Linked DNA regions of Hordeum vulgare: region 1 is linked to region 2. Evidence: chromatin contacts called from public Hi-C data. All regions are on one chromosome and are shown on one strand. Each heading gives the region's core, a stretch centred on a gene start, on an enhancer-like site or on the middle of the called end of the contact. The rest is flanking DNA. Distances are from core to core; before and after follow the strand shown. Region 1 holds the start of LOC123408720. Region 2 has its middle 190 kb from the start of LOC123408720.

What was found. A called contact is a pair of places that touch in the nucleus more often than the background predicts.
Region 1: a Hi-C map of seedling shows a contact between it and region 2, with 4 times the contacts expected there. The contact joins the promoter of LOC123408720 here to the enhancer-like site in region 2. A contact is called at or near these places in 2 of 6 Hi-C or Micro-C datasets (leaf and seedling).

The regions. Positions count from the first base shown.
Region 1 is chr7H:529,064,043-529,068,610 of MorexV3_pseudomolecules_assembly, reverse strand. LOC123408720 reads right to left here and starts at 1,289. Exons shown (of 8, transcript XM_045101771.1): 1 at 936-1,289; 2 at 247-323. The coding sequence starts at 1,155.
Region 2 is chr7H:528,879,122-528,883,583 of MorexV3_pseudomolecules_assembly, reverse strand. It overlaps the pseudogene LOC123409216. Among protein-coding and RNA genes, the nearest start is that of LOC123408720, 190 kb to the left of the region's middle. Within about 2 kb of position 2,498, at least 2 of the 3 cell types and tissues checked have open chromatin away from gene starts, as enhancers often do. A contact at or near this core is called in leaf and seedling, where this site is marked.

The DNA.
Region 1 (4,568 bases), core at 40-2,539, 190 kb before region 2:
CAGAACTTCTACGGGATGCATTGTTGTATTAATTTCTTTACAGTGAAACATCCATGTGCCACTAATTGAACAGATCACTCTGCACAATACTTGCATGACCTACAGTTTATTGTAACCGTGGCACAGCATGGCATTTGAGACAATGTAAAGAAGTATGCAAGGAAGCTCTATATATAGCAGATCCATTAAGTTATACAAATCATAGGAAGACGAGCTAATGAATTCAATGCACTAATTAAAATGTACCCTGCTTAATTCATGTGTTACTCTGCTGGCTTCATGCGCTACATCCATTGATTCATACTGACCCATCCGATTATCGTCTGCAACATTAGAAGCAGCAAAAAGGAATCAAAAGTTGGACATACTTTGCAAGAAAAAGAAGGAACTACTTTTGCACTAATTTCAATAACTCTATATTAACCAATGGGGCAACAAGCAAATGATACAATCGAATTTCAGATCACATCATAGATTACATTAAAATAATAATAAATGGTACAAAGAGGAGTAGCTTATCCAACACCCAGATCAAATAAGTAAGGAATCCCTTCACTGATGAAGACAAAACACAGGATGAATTAGCATCCAATAGTGAACTGAACTCGTGGAAACTGCCCTGCTTACTGCAGAAATTCTACTACAAATCTATAATGCTGGTTGGACGCTACCGCAGGTGCACAAACTTGTACCCACGGCAAGGATTCAACTCACAAGCTTGACCCCATGTTGACTCCGCAACAAACCATACTGTACACGTTCCAGGAGGAAAATGGTGCGGTACCAAACCACATCAAATAGCTAAAACCAAATGAGGTTCCCAGGCCTGAAATAATCAGCTAAAATGGACCAGATCGGAGGGCTTTTTCGGTGCTTATACAACCCTAGATTGGTGCCAATCGCCGAACATAACAATGGTGGGGGAGAGGATATACCTGCGGCGGCGTGGTCACGGGACGCGGCGGAGAAGGCACTGGAGGCCACCGGGGGCTTCGGGAGCCACGGCCGGGGACTCAGCCCGTAGGGCGACGCGCGGTGCAGGCCGCGGCGCGGCGGCCGCCTCGAGGGCCCGGCCCCGCGGCCGGACGCGTCCTCCGCCGCTGCCTCGGCCGCCGCGGCCGCCGCCGCCGGGGACTGCCACCGCCGCGCATCCATCGTTCCCCCTTCCCACGCGCCGCCGACCGCTCGCTCTGGTTTGGGGGCTGGGCCTGTGCGCGGCGGCTGCGGGGAGGGCCGGACCGGAGTAGGACTAGTGGACTCTTGTTGCTCTCCGAGAAAGTATTTGTTTTGTTTTGCTTTCTCGGGATGGGATGGGATGGAGCTGAAATAGAAAGGTCGTGCTAGGGCTTTTCAAAGATGGTAGGTTTTCCAACATTCAAACAAAAAAAAAAGATGGTAGGTTTTCCGTTCCAAAAGAATGGCAGTGTGAGTTTTTTCCTTCTGCTCCGTATTTTAGTTAGGTTTGGAAACGAGAAGAAGAGCGGAGAGGGGGAGAGCCGAGCCTCTATCTGGCCATGGGCCGAGCCGGGCCTCGGCCCAGGCCCCAACAAGCCCAAGGCATGGAGATAAGGCCGAGGCTCACGAAAATTCTACGTTTCTCAGGCCCAGGCCCTCCCAACGCAGAAAGCCCGAAAGCCCTAAGCCCTCCCAAAGGCCCTTGACATTGTAATGAAAGTACATGTCCAGAAAAATGAACATAATAAGATAGCAGCACAGCAGCATCAAAACAGCAGTAAAATGCATTGTCTTCGCATCAAATAGTATCAAAACATTCCAGTTTTGAGTTTGTAGAAACATAAGTGCATAAATGTACGCCAAAACAGCAGTAAAGTGCATTGTCTTCGCATCAAATAGTATCAAAATATTCCAGTTTTGAGTTTGTAGAAACATAAGTGCATAAATGTACGCCAAAACAGGAGTAAAGTGCATTGTCTTCGCATCAAATAGTATCAAAACATTCCAGTTTTTAGTTTGTAGAAACATAAGTGCATAAATGTACGCCAAAACAGGAGTAAAGTGCATTGTCTTCGCATCAAATAGTATCAAAACATTCCAGTTTTTAGTTTGTAGAAACATAAGTGCATAAATGTATTGTTACAGGCCAGATGGGCAATTCATAGAACTCTAAAAAATGTTGGATCCTGGATGGTTACATCTCGACATGCCTTCTCTTCTGCTTCTTCTACTCATCTCATTGCCCTAGCAAGAACTCTACAAAATGCAATAAACGGCAGGTTAGCTACAAGCTCTAAAGTACGTGTTGAACTTGAGAAGTTGACATGAATAAAGAATAGGGATGTTACATTCTTCTTCATCGGAAGAAGAATTTTCATCATCATCTAGCTCAACCATTTCTGCCTTTCTCTTATTATCTACAATTACAACAACAGATTGAGTTAATAATCTTTTGCAAGTAAACATAGAATGAAGAAAGAGAACAAAGTAAGTTAAACTATATACCATGTTTTTTATTCAATTTGCAGCGATACCAATCTTGCAAACACATCAAGGCCTCAACCGTCTTTGGTTTAAGTGAGGCGCGACTCGGGGTTATAACCTTCTTACTCAAGCTGAAAGCAGATTCTGATGCAACACTTGACACGGGAACAACAAGGATATCACGCGCCAATCTTGCTAGCTGCGGATACCTAGCTGCAGACTTGCTCCAGTAATCCAAGATATCAATGTTCTCATTCAACCTCTTCACAGGTTCAGCCAAGTACAATTCCAATTCAGATTTCTCTTCATGTGAGCTCGTGTTTTCCACATACTGATCATAGTCAGAAAAGGCACCAAGTCCACAAGTGCTTGGCATACTAGTTTTGGCTAAGTTGTCATGAACGGGTAAAACACTTCCATACTCATTAAATAAAGAAGTCAAGGTACTTCTAACATCAGCAATGCGACGGTTGGCATCATCCTCTTCATACAACTTGGAGTAGGAATAAGCTAAGAACTTGAACTTAATACGGGGATCAAGAACAGCAGCACAAGATAGAAATACGCTATAGTCAGACCAATATTTCATGAACTTTGCTCTCATAACGAACAACATTGGACCCATGTAGCTATTTATACCATCAGTTGCCTCAATAATAGCAGTATGAACCAGATAAACATTCATGAAGTACAAGTTGGCTGTTTGATATTTTATTCTTGAGAAAACAGTAGTTACCTTGAAGAAAACCTCCAAGAACTGATACATATGAGATACCTTGGCCCATTCTTCCTCTGATGGCCAAAAATTCACCTTGAAGATGCTATCCCTCTCAGAATACCACTGCAACGCTTCTTTAAAGTACAAACAGCAGCCAAGCATAGTATACGTTGAATTCCAACGAATGGGCATGTCAGGTTTCAACTTCCTTGATTCTTCTAGGTTGAAAATAGTTGTAGCAGTATTATAAAACTTGTGCAGCCTATTACCTGAAGCCTTTAGGTACATTATACCATCTCTAAGTTTGGCCACAACATGATCAATCAATGTCAAACCAGATTGAACTACCAAATTCAGTATGTGTGCACAACAACGGATTTGAAAGAATATGCCAGACAAAGGTAAAGCACCTTGACACAAGTGGATTCGCAAGCAAACAATCATTCTATCATTATAGGCTGCATTATCAAGAGTGATGCACATCACTTTCTTCTCAATCCTCCATTCACGAAAAGCTAGATGGACCTCATCGGCAATAGATGCTCCATCATATGGTGGATTAATTTTTTTGAACCAAACAATTCTTTTGTTTAGTTTCCAATCAGCATCTATGTAATGACATGTAATACAAATATAGCTATGCTTGGTGACTTCAGATTTCCAATTATCAGATGTGAAACTTACTCTACCAGGGGAAGCAACAATAATTTCAAGAAATTCTTTTTTCTGGGCAAGAAACATTGCCATTATCTCTCTTTTTATTGTGTGTCGACCAATACTCTTGAATGCTGGACAACAAGCAGCCATCATTGTTCTAAAACCATCTTCTTCAACTGTTGTAAATGGATGAGAACCGGACACAAGATATATAGAGATTGCATGTCTAGCTACTTGAGCATCATATCTAACATTTTTCAATGCATTTGTTCCATCATCATTTGTTTCAGATTTCAAGAAAAAATTATTCATTGTTGATTGATCAGTCTTATGTTGCGCTTTAGTGTGCCTAAGGAGATGAGACGTACCATGTCCAGACTTAGCTGACAACTCAGCGGTGCAATGGTTGCACTTAGCTATAGTAATGGCATCACCATCTTTGGATATCTTGGTGAAGTCCAACCATACATTTGACTTCCGTCTGCAATTGCTAGAGGAGGCAGTGCGCTGCGGCCGTGCTTTGGTTGTAGGTTGCTGTTGTGCTTCAGCTGTAGGTTATTGTTGTCCTGCAGATTGTCCATTTTTTGAACGTCCACTAGATGTTGGCTTCTTCCCCTTTGAACTTACAGTTTTCTGCCGTACGCGAGGAGGATTTGGAGGTATAATAAACAGCTCCATCTCACCCTCATGACCTTCTAATTCTTCAGGATGATAATCTGGTTCATCACCCTCTAGGCCTTCTAGTTCATGCGGA
Region 2 (4,462 bases), core at 1,249-3,748:
GCATCATGCAGACAGGCGGGTTTAACTAAATCTCAAATAAGGTGGCTTAATAGCCCATGGAATATCCTCGCTTTCTGTAAGTCGACACTCACGACCAATCGATGTTTTAACCTAGATAGTTCAGGGTCCAACTGGATTGACATATCGAGAGTACACGGGGTTCGGAGCAGCATCATGCAGACAGGCAGGTTTGACCAAGAAGGCTGCTTAATGGCTCATGGAGTATCCTCGCTTTCTGTAAGCCGGCTCCCACATGACCCAATCGATGTTTTAACCCGGATAAGTTCAGGGTCCATATGGATTGACTTACAATGAAACGAAGTACAGGGGGTTCGGGGTAGCATCACGCAGACAGGCAGGTTTAACCATGAATTTTTTCCTTAAGCCAGGCACCCATGTTTGAACTGCGCATCGTGGCGACTCGTCCTCTTGGGCGACTTTAAAATGCATGCCAATGAAGCATGGCACCCATGTTTGAACGACGCATCGTGCCGACTCGTCCTCTTGGGCGACTTTAAAATGCCTGCCAATGAAACAGGGCACGCATGTTTGAACGGCGCATCGTGGCGACTCGTCCTCTTGGGCAACTTTAAAATGCCCGCTAATGAGGCAATAGCCCTCGGGGCCGGGTTATCTTCCCTGCAATGACCCGGGGTTCTTGAATTATTCAGCCTGGTTGGATCTGGAGAGCCATGTCTGTGTAGCCCCCGAGTCTTAAGTCGACTCAAGGAGGCGGTTTGAGAGTCTTCATATTTGACTGTGGCATAAGCCAGTAGAGAAAGATGCCCGTACCCGCTCCATCTCCAAGATATAAAGCCACTTTTTGTACTGAAGAGTCCCCCTGTGTAAAAATATTGCAGCCCAAAGTAATCGTTCTTGGACAAATAACATGTACTAAAAAGTAGATAAGATGAATAGCACCTGATGTGTTTTTCACGGATGAACGTCGGAAAATTTTCTAACATATTTTATATGAACCATGCAGCGGAGGCGGCGGCTTAGGTGCGTATGGTGGGCGGCTCGCACTAGCGTACACTGCACTGGTGGGTTGATGTTGTCCGGACCACGAAGGCGATGTTTTGTAAGCTGTCTTAGTCGTGCGGACGTGAAAGTTGACCGCGTCATTGTAAGTCGCCTTGATCGTGCAGACGTGAGAGTTGGCCACGTCATTGTAAATAGGTACAGATGGTGAGTCGCCCATGACGTTGATTGACACAAGCTTCGTACTCGCAATATGACGCTTTTTTTTAAATGAACAATTGTCCTGCATAGTAAAATATTACAAGCCAAAAGTAATTGTTTTCACAAAAAATAATATATGTTGTACAAATAAATGGAGTAGATAGCACCTGTTATATTTGGATGACAGATGAGCGCGGATACTATTATACTATATGTAAAAAGTAGTGATGACCAAACTCCTTCAGCTTTCCCTATCGTTGCTTCCCTTCCTCTCTGTCCAGGCTTCCCTTTTCTTTTCATACTTTGGAGGTGAGGCCGCGGTGGAGCGAGCCACAGTAGCGGTGTGCGATGGCGGCTCTTGGGTGGTGCGGCAAGTCGAGACAGGCTAAGGCGGGGGGCAGAGGCGGTTTGCGCGGGTGCGGACGAGAGGGCACGGTCGGCCGGAGCAGCGCGTAGCACCGGCGGGTCAGCAGCGGGCGACTTGAAGATGATGACCGCAAGCACCGGCGGGTTCTGGATGAGGTCAGTGATTTGGCCGTGGACGAGGCCATGGCGGCCGACAAGCGTGGCAGCAGATGCGAGTCGGCTCGGAGTGGGTGCCGACGGCGGGTCGAGGCTGGCCGTGGGCCCATGTCACAGGCAGGCACGGTGCAGCGTACGCGGCGGCTTGAGCTGCACGACAAAGTGGAGTCCGAGACCTGCGATGGCTGGGAGGGTGACTCGGAGATGAGGTCGACTCAGCTAATGGCTCGGAGAAACGCTGGTGGAGGCTGTGTGCGGCAGAGACGGTGAGCGCGCGATGCAGTGAGCGTGGCGGAGCGAATCGGCGCCACGGGCGCGGATGGCGAATCAATGTGAGTGTAGGCTCTCGCGGGGGCGGCTCAAGAGACGCGGGCGCGTCAGGTGCGTCGGATCCGTCCGGGGCATTGTGCCATGAACGTAGCAGGGCGGAGCAGCGCAACGGGCACAACATATGTCCCGGACACGACGGTGAAGTACAGGTGGGCCGGAATTAGTCAGGCATAAACGCACGCGGGTGCAAGGAGGAGCAGCGCGGCCAAGGCCATAGCAGAATCCGTGGCCGACCGAGGCAGCAGTAACAACCTGACTCGGACAGGCGACTTGGAGACGAGGTCGAGTCGATGCACGACTAGGAGAGGCGCAAACGTTGTCGAGGGCCGTTTCGCACCAGGGCCGGGTCGTGCGTGAGGAACTAGGTGGCGACGGGCGCAGGCAGGTTGCTGCACGCAGGGGAAGGTGCAGGCAGTGCTTGGTGGAGCTGCAGCCAGATGGAGAGCCTCTGTCTAACGCGGGGTCCGCGCGAGGGCGACTGGTGCGGTGAGGCACGCGCGGGGCGGCTCATCGGTAGGAGCAGCGGTGGCTAGGCGGCAGAGGTGGCTTGGTGGGGCATCGATGCGGCGGCGCGGGGTGGCTCGCCGGCAGGAGTAGCGGTGGCTAGCCGGCAGGAGCAACGACTCGACAGCGACGAGGCCATAATGACAAAGGTGCGTCGCGGCAGCGTTGGGGATGGCCCCACACGGGAGAAGCAGCCTGCTGCAGCAGCCAGCAGGCCAGGGGCTTTAGTTTTGCCTTGGTTTCCTGATCCGATTTGGCTTCGAATCACCGGATCGTAAGTCGTGTGCGGCGGCACACCACAAAACCCTAACTTTTCTTGGAATTCCAACCTCGTATATACTGTTTCGATTCATCTTGCCGGAGATAATGTTGATCCTTCCGCCCGAGCCCTTTCATTTGAAATCATCAAAAGCACGATCGTTCTGTGCCGTCTCTTCTATATCTGATCCATCGTAAGCTTCTCGATCCGTGAAGAGCTCCCTCGAAGAACACTATTTCACCGTACGCATGCCCCCACGGTTGGCGCCAAATGTCGTGGTTTTGTCATGGCATATGTCCCCGTGCAAGGATATAGGTGTGAGGCCATCGCAACCATGTGGCGGCTTGAGAGGGGTTGGTCGGAATTGAGAGACGCGAGTTTACCCAAGTTCGGCCCCTCCGATGGAGGTAAAAGCCTACGCCCTACTTGTGTTTCATTGATGTAAATGATGATCTTGATTACAAGGGTGCAGACTCGCCACCTCTAATTTCGCGGGTGTCGAATCTGTCTATCTCATGATTTGTCTTGTCTAGACCTAAGTTTTGAAACTTGTCCCTCTTGGGGCGCCTTACCCCTCCTTATATAAGTGGAAGGGGTAGATTTACATGTCGAGTCCTATTAGGAGTAGGAATAGGAATAGTCTCTCTTGAATCCTAATCCGGGTCTTGTTTCATTTGTGAGGGAGTCTCTCCTCTTCTTGGGCCTTCTCTTGTGAGCCGGCCCTCCTGGCCTCTCTATGAGCCACCTTATGCCAGGGTGTACGCCGGGCCTTGGGCCTTTGTCATTTGTCCGAGTCGCCTGTGGGGTCAAGTATGAGCTGCCCGCCAGGTCACTACTGAGTCATCGGTGAGTCGCCAAGTCCTTGGCGGATCATACTTCAAGCCGGGTTACACTGCAGGGTATATCCCCGACAACGGTGGCGGCATTTGTTCTTGTTTTTATTGTCTTGCCATTTCCTCCTGAACTTCAGAGGTTTCAGGGTCGTCCGCATTGTGTCTGCGCCGAGCTAGCCAATTATCTTCACCCGCGCAAAAGCGGGTCATGAGGGAAGTGAGGGCGAACATTGTTCTCGACCTATCCTGACTGAGCAGTAGAGCCAGACATTCGTCTCGGATGTTGTGCCTAAAAGAGGCTATTGTCTGGGCATCCGGAGAGTCCACGATTTCGTTTTTCTTGTTTAGGAATTGATTCCAGAATTCTCTGGCCGATTCGCCCACCTTTTGAACGACGTTGCTCAGGTCGGATGAATCCGGCGGCCGAACATAGGTTCCCTGGAAGTTTGATAGGAAAGCCTCCCCGATCTCTTCCCAGCTCCCGATGGAGTCTTCGGGTAAGCTGTTTAACCAGTGTCGTGCCAGTCCTTTCAACTTTACGGGTTAGTATTTTATGATGTGGAGATCGTCTCCCCTAGCCCTATGGATGTGGATAAGGAAATCTTGTATTCACATGGCAGGGTCTGACGTCCCGTCGTATTGTTCTATGTTCACGGGTTTAAACCCTTCCGGTAATTGGTGTTGCTTGACCTCATTTGTGAAGCATAGTGGGTGAGCGGCGCCTCTAATCCGGGCTATATTGTGTCGGATATCAGCTTCGGGTTGAGCCCGGTACGGTTCCCGACCTCTGTTCTTGTCGGCGACTCGAGGTGGTTCTTCGTCCCATCGAGTG